2 separate regions of the Mus musculus genome follow, and region 1 is linked to region 2. Evidence: chromatin contacts called from public HiChIP or PLAC-seq data. All regions are on one chromosome and are shown on one strand. The core of a region is the stretch at or near the end of the contact, and the rest is flanking DNA. Distances in the headings are between cores, read along the strand shown. Region 1 overlaps Vtcn1 (V-set domain containing T cell activation inhibitor 1). Region 2 holds the start of Vtcn1 (V-set domain containing T cell activation inhibitor 1).

Region 1 (5,932 bases), core at 135-2,634, 64 kb before region 2:
TATAAATAGTATTACTACCACCATAAGCATTCAAATATTTATCTAAGACTTTTATTTTTTGGATATACCTAAAAGTATAGTCATCAGATCATGTGGCTAGTCTGGTGTTAGAGCATGCTATTTTCTGTTGATTACTTCAGAGTCTGTCCTACTTACAGTGCATGAGTGCTCCAGTTTCTCTACCTCCTCACCAACCCTTGCTCATTTCTGCGTGTGTGAGTTCTGGTTGGTGAGCATCTCAATGGGCCTGGAGTCTGAGGTGACAGCTTCTTGTTGTTTTTACTTAGCTTTATACTCATGATTCATGCTGTGAAGCACATTTTGACGGACCTTTTGGTCATTTAAATATCATAATTAGAAAATCGCCCCTTCTCATATGCTCATTTCCAAATTCAGTGTTGGAGAAATGGATCCATGGTTACAGCTGATTGCCGTGCAAGCGTGAGGAGTGGCATTCAGATCCCCAGATACCTGCATCAATGTGGTGTGGGCATGACAGCACACCTATCACTCCAGCCTCAAGGAGTGGAAACTGGAGATGGATCCCCAGAGCAGGCCGGCTGGTGAGACCAGCTCTGGGTTTGATTGAGAGGCCTGCTGCAGTGAACAAAGGGAAGAGCAATGGAGAATGATTTCTGATGTTCATATGAGTGCATACACACGTGCATGTGTACAAACACATGAAAAACATGCACATGTCCGCTGTATACACACCAAAATGAAAAAGTACACATATGGAAAATGGAGAAAGGCAGCAGGAATCCAACTGTTATGGCTGGATACATGACCCTATCTGTGGCAGACTGCTTGCCCAGCATGCACAGGGCCCTGGGTCTGACTATCAAGCCCCGAAAACCAAAATCCTTAAAATTCAGCCATTTAATTTTTTTGTTAAGTTATAAGATTTCTTTATATATCATGAGTACTAACACCTTATTAGATAGGTAATTTGCAAGTATTTTCTGCCATTCCACAGATTAACTTTCATAAATATAATTTTAATAAAAACATAAGATGTTATGAGTATCATTTATTCAGTTAAGCTCAGCCATCCTCTGTCAGGAATTAAAAATGTACAGTATGTATATGTGTATGTGTATGTACACACACACACACACACACACATTTGCATTGTTCTACACTTGATACAGACAGCAACTCTTTCTTAGCAAACTTCACTCTGAAGAGAGGGTTCAATGAAGCATAAGAGGCCATGCCCCGGAAGTCATAGCTGAGTCTGGTTCATCTTAGAACTGCCTTCCTCCTAGGTTTGGCATGCACTAAAGCACTGCAGGCAGGTGACAGGGACTAAAACAGGCTGCTAAGAGGCCACTTCAGTCTAAGGTTTTCAGATTTTCCTGACCAGTGGTCAGTCTTAGTCAACACTGGTGAGATCAGCCTCCAGTCCCATGATGCTGAGTAAGACTGAGTCAGAGGGTAGATCTTTGATCTTCAGACTCAAAACCTTCTCAAGGGCAAGTTGGGATCTAGTGATTTTGGAAGAATTTAGGATGTAGTGTATCAGTTAAATATGTCACAGTTGTCAAATAATCATTACATCTCTACTCTACACTAAAGTAGTCCCCCGAGTTAGGAAGAAAAAGCCTCTGAATCCTAAAGCCCCCCCCAAAAAACCCAAAAAACCCCCAAGTAATGTCAGATTAAGTCAGTCAATGCCTTTTGGGAGGGAGGAAGTTAGATAGGGTCTCACTGGGTAGCTCTGGCTAGCCTGGAACTCACTCTGTAGATCAGGCTAGCCTTAAATTTACAGAGATCTACCTGCCTTCCGAGGGCTGGGATTAAAGATGTGCATCACAATGCCAGGCTCAGTCACCACTTTTTAGTCAATATGCTATAAATATTATGCAGTGTTAGGCTTCGATTACAAAAATCAGTGCCAACTAGAATTATGATCAAAATCTCTGGCACAGTGGTTCGTTAACACTCCTAATGCTGCAGCCCTAAAATACAATTCCTCATGTTGTGGTGACTCCCAACCATACAATTATTTTGTTCTACTTTGTAATTATAACTTTTCCTGTTTTGAATCATAGTATAAGATCTGATATACAGGGTATCTGATATGTAACCCCTGGAAAGAATTGTTTGACTACTGCAAAGGGGTTGTGACCCATTGGTTGAGAACCACTACTCTAGAGGCTCTGGAAGCGTAGAGATTTTTTGTACCCTGGTATGTATTAAATAAATTCAATTTTGATTGACATACTATTTTCTTTCTAGAGATACATGTGAGAACACGGAGAGGCGCGCAGATGTTTGGGAATAGAGAGCTTGACTTGTACCCCCCAGACCCTGGGTTTCATCTCCAGCAGCACGGGAAACCCCAGGAGACCCACCTGTCACTTTGATGTCCCCGGTGGCTTTGGCAATGTCGTTTTCAATCATACAGGAGTATGTGTTGTTGATTGTGACATTGTAGAGCACAGATACGACCTTCATGGTCACATTCTCAGAGTTCAACTCAAAGCTGGTGTTGGAGACTTCTGAGAAATTGGCTCCTTGGTCGACTTGAGATGCCCAGGCCACTGTGGGCTGGGGGAACCACCGAGGAGCCTCGCAGCGTAAACTCTCTGAACTGGCATTATAGTCCACATTTATCTCTGGCATACTGAAGGCTGTAGGGTCAAAGGTCAAAAGGGACAAATGTCACGGGGAGACAGATTAGACAAAAACACCATAAGTACTGGGTCTTTTTTGTTTGTTTGGTTTGGTTTTTTGAGACAGGGTTTCTCTGTGTAGCTCTGGTTGTCCTGGAACCCACTCTGTAGACTACACAGAGTTCTGCCTGCCTCTGACTCTGGAGTACTGGATCAAAGACATGCACCACTACCACCCAGCTAAAGTGCTAGGTCTTAAAAACATGGGACAATCACTTCTCTCACTGAAGTGACTCAGCACACCCCCACAGTAATGTTTGTGTAAGGCCCATTATGTCGTGGGCATAAATTATTTGTTCAGAGCATCACTGTGCATTATAACCCTTGGCCAGTACCACAAACTCAAGGGACCCGAGTTTCATGTATTTTAGCATTTTGATAATCTTCTCCATGTAAGAGGAACTCAGTGATTATGGAAGAAGGAGGAAGAGGAGGAGGAAGGGGAGGAGGAGGAAGAGGAGGAGGAGGAGGATGTCTCTTTCCTTAGGACAATAGGGCCTTGGAAGGGCCTACTGAATCATATGTTTTGAGGTAAAGAGAGAAGGGTAAGAAGAAAGAACAAACATTCATCTTTCACCACAGAAGGCCTATTCACAAGCCTTGGCACTGTGGGGATTTGGAGTTTGCTTGGGTAGAGATTTTTAGCTCTGATATCTACAAGTAGAATGGTAGGTATTTTTTGTATTCTAAGAAATGCTACTTATTAAAGTAACACTTGGAAATTAAGGTATCCGTTCTCTTAGGATAGAGTGTTAGGGCTCTGGGCTTATTGTTATGGCAGGAAGGCAGTCCACAATTAAAATGATAAGATATGGTTATGATGATGATGGTGATAGTGATGCTGCTGCTGACGACGACAGTGACAGTGGTGATTGTGTAGGAATATGTGCCACACACAGCATACCTGTGAAGCGTGGAGAGTAGTTTTGGAGAGCTGGTTCTCCCCTTCCTCTTTTGCATGATGTGGTTGTTTGAATAAGAATGATCTCCAGAAGCTCATATGTTTGAATGCTTGGTGGAACTGTTTGGGAAGGACTAGAAGGTGTGGCTTTGTTGAAAGAGATGTGCCACTGGGGGTGGGGCTTGAGGTTTCAAATGCTCACACCATTCCAAGCTCTCACTCTCTCTCTCTTCTCTCTCCCCCCTCTCTCTGTCTCTCTGTCTCTCTGTCTCTCTGTCTCTGTCTCTGTCTCTCTCTCTCTGTCTCTCTGTCTCTCTCCCTCTCTCGGCCTCTTGCCTGTGAATTAGATGTAAGCTCTCAGCTACTGCTCTAGCTCCATGCCTGCCTGTCTGCTGTCTTGTTTCCTGCCAGGGTGATATGGATTCATCTTTTGAAACCGTAGGGCCAAAATAAACCCTTTTTTCTATAGTTGCCTTGGTCACGGTGTCTTTCAGGAGCAATTGAAAGATAACCAAGACACATGGGTTCTAGGAATCAAACTCAGGCTGATGCATGGCTTTGAATATCAAGCAGCTTTACCTGCTGATCCATCTTGCCAGGTCCCCGCCCAGGCAGTCAGCAACTTATTAAGCCCTTTAGCTGCTTCTTTGCTCAGGGTTAGACTGGTGCAGAGAGGGGATTAAAAGAGATTTTTACCTCATTGTTGTTTGTCTTGTTTCTGATACAGTCTCATGTAGGCCACGCTGGCCTTGAACTTCCCACTGAGCCAAGGATGACAGGAGCGCCTGATCCCTTTGCCTTCAGTGCCCCATGTTGAGGGTACAGACACATGCCTTTAACCTGCTCTTTACCTCACACCCAGCAAGCCTGTTACATAGCAAAGAAGCGGAGATGCATGTGCTTTGAGCCCGGAGGGAGCGGGTTTTTAGGAGATGATATGGGAGACGAGTTTTGAGCATATACCTTGTGCTAGAAGTATAGCCCAGGTATCAGTCCATTTGGTGCTCCCAATAATCCTGTGGTTATCTGTGGTGATATCTTTAAAAATTTTGGAATATTTTATTTTGACTAATTTCTCTAAAAAGGTGTATTTATTTTTATTTTATGTATTTGAGTGTTTACCTGCATGTGTGTATGTGTACCACGTGCGTGCTGTGCCTTTAGAGGCTGGAATTACAGATGGCTGTGAGTTGCATGTGCATGCTGGGAGCCAAACCCCAGTCCTCTGGAAGACGAGCCGGTGCTCTTAACCACTGAGCCACCTTTCCAGGCTCTCTTATTTTACTCTTTATTTATTTTTTTTAAAGAAAATTAACATAGATTGCATTATGTGAACAACTTTAGATTTGCATAAAAGTCCCAAAGACTTTTCTGCAAGAGAGAATTTCCTCTAGACTTTCCAGTCTGTTTCCTCTAATGTAGCATGTTAAATGGTCATTGTATCTCAAAAGTGAGAAACCAGCACTTCTGTTAACTAGACTCCAGGCTTGATCTGTATTTTACCCATTAACATTGTTTTTCCTGTTGATGTTCCAGCATGTAATCTTTTTGTTTTCAGTAATTGTGTTGCCTCAGAGCCTTATAGACTGTGACATACTCTTTCTATACTCTTTATGGCTCTTGCAGTTTTGAGAACCTGGTCAGGTATCATGTAGGGCGCCTTTCTGCTGGGACTAACATGATGTTCTTCTCACAGTTAGAGTTGGAGAGGAAGACAGTGGTAGGGAAAAGTCCCCCCATCAACATGGCAGGCTAAGAGATGAGTGCTCTCCACACCCACTTGCTGATGAGGAGAGGGGACATTTGTTAGGTGTCTTTGAACGGTGACTTCACTTCTCCAGCATACCCTGACAGGGCAGAATGGGAGTGCTAAGTGTCACCTCTGCCTCCTGGAGAAGGGGAGAGAGAAGTAAGTTGTTTGGGATTTCTGTCTGATTAGAATCTATTTCTTCTCCCTCCTTGTATGCATGTGAGTGCGTGTTTTAAACCCTGAGCCATGATTTCGTACTGTGTTCTCTTCTTCCACTATTTGAAGTTTTTCACTGAAGTTCGCTTCTTTGGTCTGACCATCTTACATTGCTCCACTAATCCCCATCTTAAAATAAAGAAGTCGAGGCTCAAAGAGTGTTCTGACTCTAGGGCTATGCTTTGTAGAATTACATATACTCAGGAGGTGTTCAAGGAAACCCTATAAAGACTAGTTTAGACTAGGGGAGTATAGGCTAGTTTCTGCTTCCTTCAAAGCCCCTTTCACCTTTGCCATGAGGGCTTCTTATCCCTTCTCTTATGTGCATTGGGTGTGGTCTTTCTTTTCCTGTGAACCCCTCAACTGTTCGATTTCAATTTTCCTTAG
Region 2 (6,337 bases), core at 1,634-4,133:
AGGGTACTCATTCCAGGACCTGCCCCTTCTACTGATCCGTACCCTTCTCTCCCTCATGTTTCTCAAATCCACTTCCCTTCTCCAAGTCTCTACTATCTTTTTCCGTTCTCTGACTTTATTATTTGGACAGCAACTGCCTCCCAACTGCTCTCATTGCCTCCAGACTTGTGCTTCTCCAAGGTGAAAATCCAGGTTCCTCTGCTCGAGAATGTCTGAGGGCCAATCATCACCAGCACCCAATCCCCAGCTCAGGCTGGTAAATAAGACCTTGTGTGACCTGGTGTCACCTCTCTGTCTACGTCTCAGAATCCATGTTGAGATGGTATAACAAAGTAGCAAGCAGCTTTCTGTGCTGGCTCATGAGTTTTGGTTATCCTGTTTCTTCTACACAGAGTGTCTTTCTCACTTTTAAAACTTGGTCCCTAAACTAATTCATTTTTCAAGAAGCAACCCAGATATTTGGCTTAGGAAAACTTCCCTGATGCATCGGGCAAGGAAGGGCTCCAATTGCATTCTGAGCCTATCATCCCATAACAAAGGAATGAGATCACGGAGACTCCTTCTCTAGTGTCAGACCCTTGTCAGCATCTTGGTCATCTTTGTCCCAGTGCCTAGTGCAACACCCATCAGAGAACAGACACCCGGTTATACTGTTCACCAGAACATATGCTCTCAGATTAGTGATCCTGACCTCCACCCTTGGACTCCAAGCAGCACTTGACAAATGGTCCATTAGTGACTGCTGGTGCCATGGACAGCCATGATGGCAGGAGAATCTGGATCACACAGCTCCTCATGTGCCAGGGCATTCTTTCCCCGAAGCATACATATTCTGAGAGAGAGGATGAAAGGATCAAACTCTAGTAAGGGAGCAATCTGCTGGGTCTGCAGAAGATGGGATGGCAGGCCCTCCCATGAGCTATGTCTTGGAACTATCAATGAGAGGAGCGATTATGAATAAAGGGGATTATGGCAAAGAAAGGAGATTAGTTGGCACTGAGAGAGGACACTGGGTTCGCCAAATAGGTTCTGTTTGTATCTAGAGAAAAGCTTTCTGATCCCACTATCCATTGAGATGATCAGGGTCCCTCTTCCCTGTCTGTCACCCTTGTGGCTTGTCCCTGATTTTGCAACTGCAACATTTAAATGGTGAACAAGGCAACCAGGGTCACTAAGAGAAGCCTCTGTTGATCCTAGTGGGTCACTAAATCTTAGAGGGTGGGGGGACCCACATTTTGAACACCCACCTCTGGCTGATCCTCCAGCAAAACCAGTCTGGCTGGTTGCAATGTATTATTAGAAAGCCCACGTGCCTGACCTTGGAACAACAGAGACACTTGTTTCCCATCCTGGAGAACCTAAGCTTGGGTGGTAGAGGAGGAAAGCCATGGCGGGAACAGGAGCAAGCTCCTCAGAGGGTTCTCAGAGAGTGGGTTTAAAGCTGCCCCACCCCTTATGTATATAGCTTCAGGGCTATGAAGAGCCTTTACAAGGGGTAATGAGATTCAAGACGCCAACAAAGTACCTAGTATGCTGGTGCTTTCAAAATGCTAGCTCCTGACACGGGTGCTTCCGACTGCCATCCAGACAGGCTGAGGCTTCTGGACAAAGATGATTGACACCTGTTGCTCCTCAGGGCGTTGGCCCAGCACAGTGAGGGAGGGGTGCTGTCCAGAGCCCCTCTCTGCTGATCCTGCAGAGCCTCTGCCCCGCCTCTTGCTGAACATGAGTGAGGGAGGTGGAGTTCTCTTTTAAGGGAGGAATTTTCTAGGCTGTGTGGGAAGTGATGTTCTTTACAGACTTTTCATTGTTAATCACTCTCCTTTCTGCCACCTCACCCTCCTTTTCTTTTCTTAACTGGAAGAGGCACATGAAATTGGAAGACTGGGTCTTCAAACAACCCCTAGAACCAGCATGTGTGTCTTCCTAAAAACTGTTAATGAGTTAGGACTGACACTGAAATCATCATCTATTTCCTAGTGGGGGAGAAGGAGATTGGAGGATGGGCCAGGCCGCCACCACCACCACCACCACCATCACCATCAACAACAACAACTACAACAACAAAATCCTTTCATTTTCCATCTCTTTTCAATCAGAAAGGTAAATGATGTCCTAACGGGGAACCTGGAGTATAGCTGAGGAACAGTAGGCGGCAGGTGGGCATGCGTCTTTTTATTGTATTTTATTTTAATTTGTCTAGTGGGTTATGTAGCAATAACCATCAGGGTGTCCTTTCTGGGCTCTCCTGGGAAAATGAGGGACCCCCACCTTGCAGCCGAGATTGGGCTGGAGCTGGGTGTTAGTGTGAGACTGCAGAGACAGTATGCCCACAGGAAAGTGTTGAAACACGTCTGTCTGTCTGCCTGCCTGCTCACCACCAGCCCTGCTCTCCATCCAACCTCTGCAGCTCCATGAACTGGGTTTACTGTGCCTGAACATCTCAGCTGAGTCCTCAGTGTGGAACACACAGTTTTCAGTCCACAGCTGCCTTAGTAGGGATGAGTCTTTCATAAGAAAGAAATCACCTACCAGAACCTTCCCTGAGTCTGGGCAGTTGCTCAGGGCTGCTAAAGTTGCTTATTAACCTCTTCCTCTCCCAGTGCTGGACCGGATAAAGTGCAAGTGTGACCCTGTAGCACAGCCCACAGGTTCTTAGCACCTCCCAAAGACCCCACCCCTGTTCTCAATTTAGGGAGAGAGAGAGAGAGAGAGAGAGAGAGAGAGAGAGAGAGAGAGAGAGAGGATTACCTCCAAAAGATGATCTGCCCCAAGGAAGCCATGGAGAGGGAGTTCCTTCCCACAGTCCTGCTGTGTGTGGGGCCAGATTTTGGTGAGTGGAGCTGCCTGCCTGCTGCTGCCCTCCTGGGTGTTGTGACTCACATCGGGTTCCTTTGTGCTGTCTTTAAATAGTGCAGGCTGGGAGGGGTGCATGTAGCTGTGGACGGCTCAGGTATGAGGAAATAGCTCCGTGAAGCCAAGGCCCAGGGATGCCTTTCTAGGCCCTGACCTGTGAAAGGGTGAGGAGAAGTTTCCCAGTCTCTACCTCGGGGCTTGAATTCATACAGGTCGCTATCTTTCAATTGCACAAGGCCACAAGGAGGATCTAAACTCACTGTCTGAGGAATTCCAGGAAGCTGCAGGGTTGGTAGAAATGCTGATCCCTGCTGGTGTTGACCTCAGACCTTGGCTGGGTCACCCGTGATAGAGTTTCTCTCTCATGCATCTGATCCCTGCTGGTGCTGACCTGAGACAGCAGACTAGGTTGTGCCCCCCCCCCCCATGCCTCCCCTAGAATCATTCTCTACGTTCAATTTCTGCTGGTGTACTCACAGAGAGGCCATGAGCTGAAGCTACAAGAACCCTGGTGTGCCCTGGTGTTGAAGAACTCTGACAAAGCTAAGTGAGGAGATCTGATTTCCTTTCAGGGAGAGGGTGAGGGGACCTGTCCCTACTCCCATTTCTTAATGCTGCTTTGAGGTTCCAGAGATGTTGAGAATATATTGCACAGAAAATTATTCAAGGTGAGTGGATAGCATTCTGAATTTCATGGCAAGGCAGCTCTCTCTCTCTCTCTCTCTCTCTCTCTCTCTCTCTCTCTCCCTCCCTCCCTCCCTCCCTCCCTCCCTCCCTCCCTCCCTCCCTCCCTCCTGTCTTTGAAATGGGTCTCACACTGTAGCCCTGGCTGGCTGGCTTGAAACTTACTAGTTTCACAATTGTAGCCCAGGCTACCTCATACTTCTATCAATCCTCCTGCCTCAGCCCCTGAGCACTGGGATCACAACCTAGGATGCTTTGAAAAGAATAAAGCTTGCTTCCTGCGTACCTCTTCTACCCTTGGAAGGGGAATGAATGCCTTTGATGATTAGGTAACTTTCCCAGGCCTTCTATGGCCAACCCAGAATGGGTCAGGGACTTTGGGAACCAGCAGAGAGTGGAGCTGAGAAGGAGAGAAGACTGAGTGGCAAGAGGAGAAAACTTCAGAAGAGAGGACTGAGCTTGGCAGTCAAGCACAGGGAGGTTGATTTCCTGGGTGGTCTCAAGAACACTTTGCCTTTCTCTAAAGCAGGGGTTCTCAGCCTTCCTAATGCTATGACCTTTTAATACTGTTCCTTGTATTGTGCTGACCCCAACCACACAATTATTTTCATTGCTACTTCATAACTGTAATTTTGCTACTGTTATGAATCCCGATGTAAATACCTGATATGCAGGCTGTCTGATACATGGCCCCTCCTAGGGGTTATGATGGCAGGTTGAGAACCAGTGCTCTGAAGCGTCCCTTAGGGAGTTAGCAGGTTTAGAAGAGGCCCCCTGTGCTTGTCCTCTCCCTGAAATAAGCAAAGAGCAACACCCTGGAACCTATGCAGTGTCCATGAAGATGGGTCCTTCCAGGGTTCAGGAAGCTGAGGTCCCTAGAGGCCATAGTTTCCTTAGATCTATACATTCTGAGCAAGAGCACAAAGGTCCAACCACTCGATGAGCTCTGAAAGGAGCGGCTCCACCTCCAACACTCCTCCAGCCACCACATGTCATCGCTAAGGTCTGAGGAAGGTCCTGGAAGGAAACAAGACAACTCCAAACACAGGGGTCTGGGGGAGATGTCATTGGGGGCAGGTGCACACTGCCCCGTAAGGAAGGTAAGGAGCTAAAGAAGCCACAGGCTGCACAGTGGGCGTTGCCACAGCAGGGATGCAAGCTGAAGAACATTCTGCCATCTCTGGAGAAGCAAACTGACATCACTCCAGTTCTGGCTGTGAAACAGAAACAGTGAACATATTTTTAAAAATGGCAAAGGGCATTGTGGTGTGTGTGTATACAGAGAGAAAGACAGACAGACAGACAGACAGATAGACAGACAGAAGCTTTGCTCCCTCTCCAGCCCTTGAGGGACACCCACTGTTCTCTGTGACTCTGCTAATGCCCCCCACCCTGCCCAGTCATCCTCACTCTCCCCTCAGCCATGGGCTTCCCTGTGATTGTGTCCTCTGGCCACTCTTCCCACAGCACCATGTCCCTAGAGTGCCCTCAGCTGCTGCTCTGCTCCGCTTCAGCTGCCCTGTATCTGGACTCCTGAGCACCTGTGTCCTCAGCTCAGGTCCTTTGAGCTCTGGCTCCTTACAGCCAGCTGCTGAGTCGTCATCTCTCCACTGGGCTCTCCCCTAGAGACTCCACAACTTCATCTGCATCTGCCGCCTGACCCATCTTCCTTGTTACAGCATTCAGAACACAGCAACCTTGCCGGCTGTTTGTTGTAGAGGTCAAGGGGAATGTGCCCTCTGCCCTCTGAAAGGTCAAGGAAATAAGTCTGCAAAGAGAGATTACAAAGAAAAGATTAAAAAAAAATTGATTAACTTCCAAAAGGAGAAAGGTGCGCACAGGGAGACTCACAGGAGTGATTAGTCACTCACTTAACTTTATTAAAACCCATCATGCTCTGCTTGCTTTAAGGACAGTTCAGAGAGAGGCTCATAGTGCTTATCAGAGGACTAGGAGATTTCCAAGCAGTCTCATTGGAATTTAAATGTACAGAAGGAAAAGATATTATCTTCTCATTCTTTCTGACCTCTGTGGGGCTTCGTGGTAGGGTAGAGGGCAGCCCACTCTTAAAAGAGATGGGGAATTCCAGAGTTTCCACCCAGCCTTGAGTGGGCAGAAGCAAGCTTTCCCTTTAGGTCACATGCTTCATGTGTCTTCACACACCATATTTGGGTGATATCAAAAAGCGTCACCCTTGCCCCCCTCTTCTCTTGTTCCGCATATCCCTACATCCAGCCATCTCCCGATTCTCCCTCTTGGATGACTTTGCTATGGTGGTCTGAACAAAGTAGCCCAGGCTGGGCAGCCCCAACCACAGGGCTTTATCCCTTCTCGATTCTGAAGGCTCTAAGTCTGGGGATGATGCACTGGCAGCTCTCTCTCTCTCTCTCTTTCTCTCTCTCCTGAGGTCCCTCACAGCAGCGTGGGGTCTTCTCCAGAATCTTTCTCTACACAGCTGCTTCCTCGTCTCATCCTCCTACCAGGACAGCGGCCATATTTAACTAAGGCCTGGCCTGAAGGCCTCACTTGAGTCTCATGGCTTCTTTGCTGGCTCTGTCTTCTGAGTGCTGACATTCTGAGGTTCTTTAAGGGTCAAGCTCAAGGGTCTTGGAGAGAGATAATTCAAATGGCAGCGTTCCTTTATACATCCAATTCCTTTACACGCTCCTTTATACGTTTTACTCTCCAATATGACTAGGCTCCCACTAGTTTCCAATTGATTATTAAATTTATTTTATTACTTAAATTATTAAACTTATTAAAATAATTTAGTGGCTTGGTGAGATGGTTCAGTGAG

What was found. HiChIP or PLAC-seq counts read pairs in DNA pulled down with a chosen protein or histone mark.
Region 1: an HNF4G HiChIP or PLAC-seq map of pancreatic cancer cells shows a contact between it and region 2. The contact joins the enhancer-like site here to the promoter of Vtcn1 in region 2. A contact is called at or near these places in 1 of 15 datasets of contacts at CTCF or cohesin (the NIH/3T3 cell line), 2 of 484 Hi-C or Micro-C datasets (double positive thymocytes and embryonic stem cells), 2 of 115 datasets of contacts at active chromatin or transcription factors (embryonic stem cells and pancreatic cancer cells) and 1 of 9 other capture datasets (embryonic stem cells).

The regions. Positions count from the first base shown.
Region 1 is chr3:100,884,868-100,890,799 of GRCm38.p6, reverse strand. It overlaps Vtcn1 (V-set domain containing T cell activation inhibitor 1), which reads right to left. Exons shown (of 6, transcript NM_178594.3): 4 at 2,358-2,636. Among named protein-coding and RNA genes, the nearest start is that of Gm40108, 21 kb to the left of the region's middle. Within about 2 kb of position 1,384, at least 38 of the 459 cell types and tissues checked have an H3K27ac peak or open chromatin away from gene starts, as enhancers often do. A contact at or near this core is called in the NIH/3T3 cell line and pancreatic cancer cells, where this site is marked.
Region 2 is chr3:100,822,005-100,828,341 of GRCm38.p6, reverse strand. It overlaps Vtcn1 (V-set domain containing T cell activation inhibitor 1), which reads right to left and starts at 2,883. Exons shown (of 6, transcript NM_178594.3): 1 at 2,752-2,883. The coding sequence starts at 2,783. It overlaps Gm32720 (a long non-coding RNA gene), which reads left to right and starts at 1,774. Exons shown (of 3, transcript XR_375902.2): 1 at 1,774-2,103; 2 at 3,336-3,524.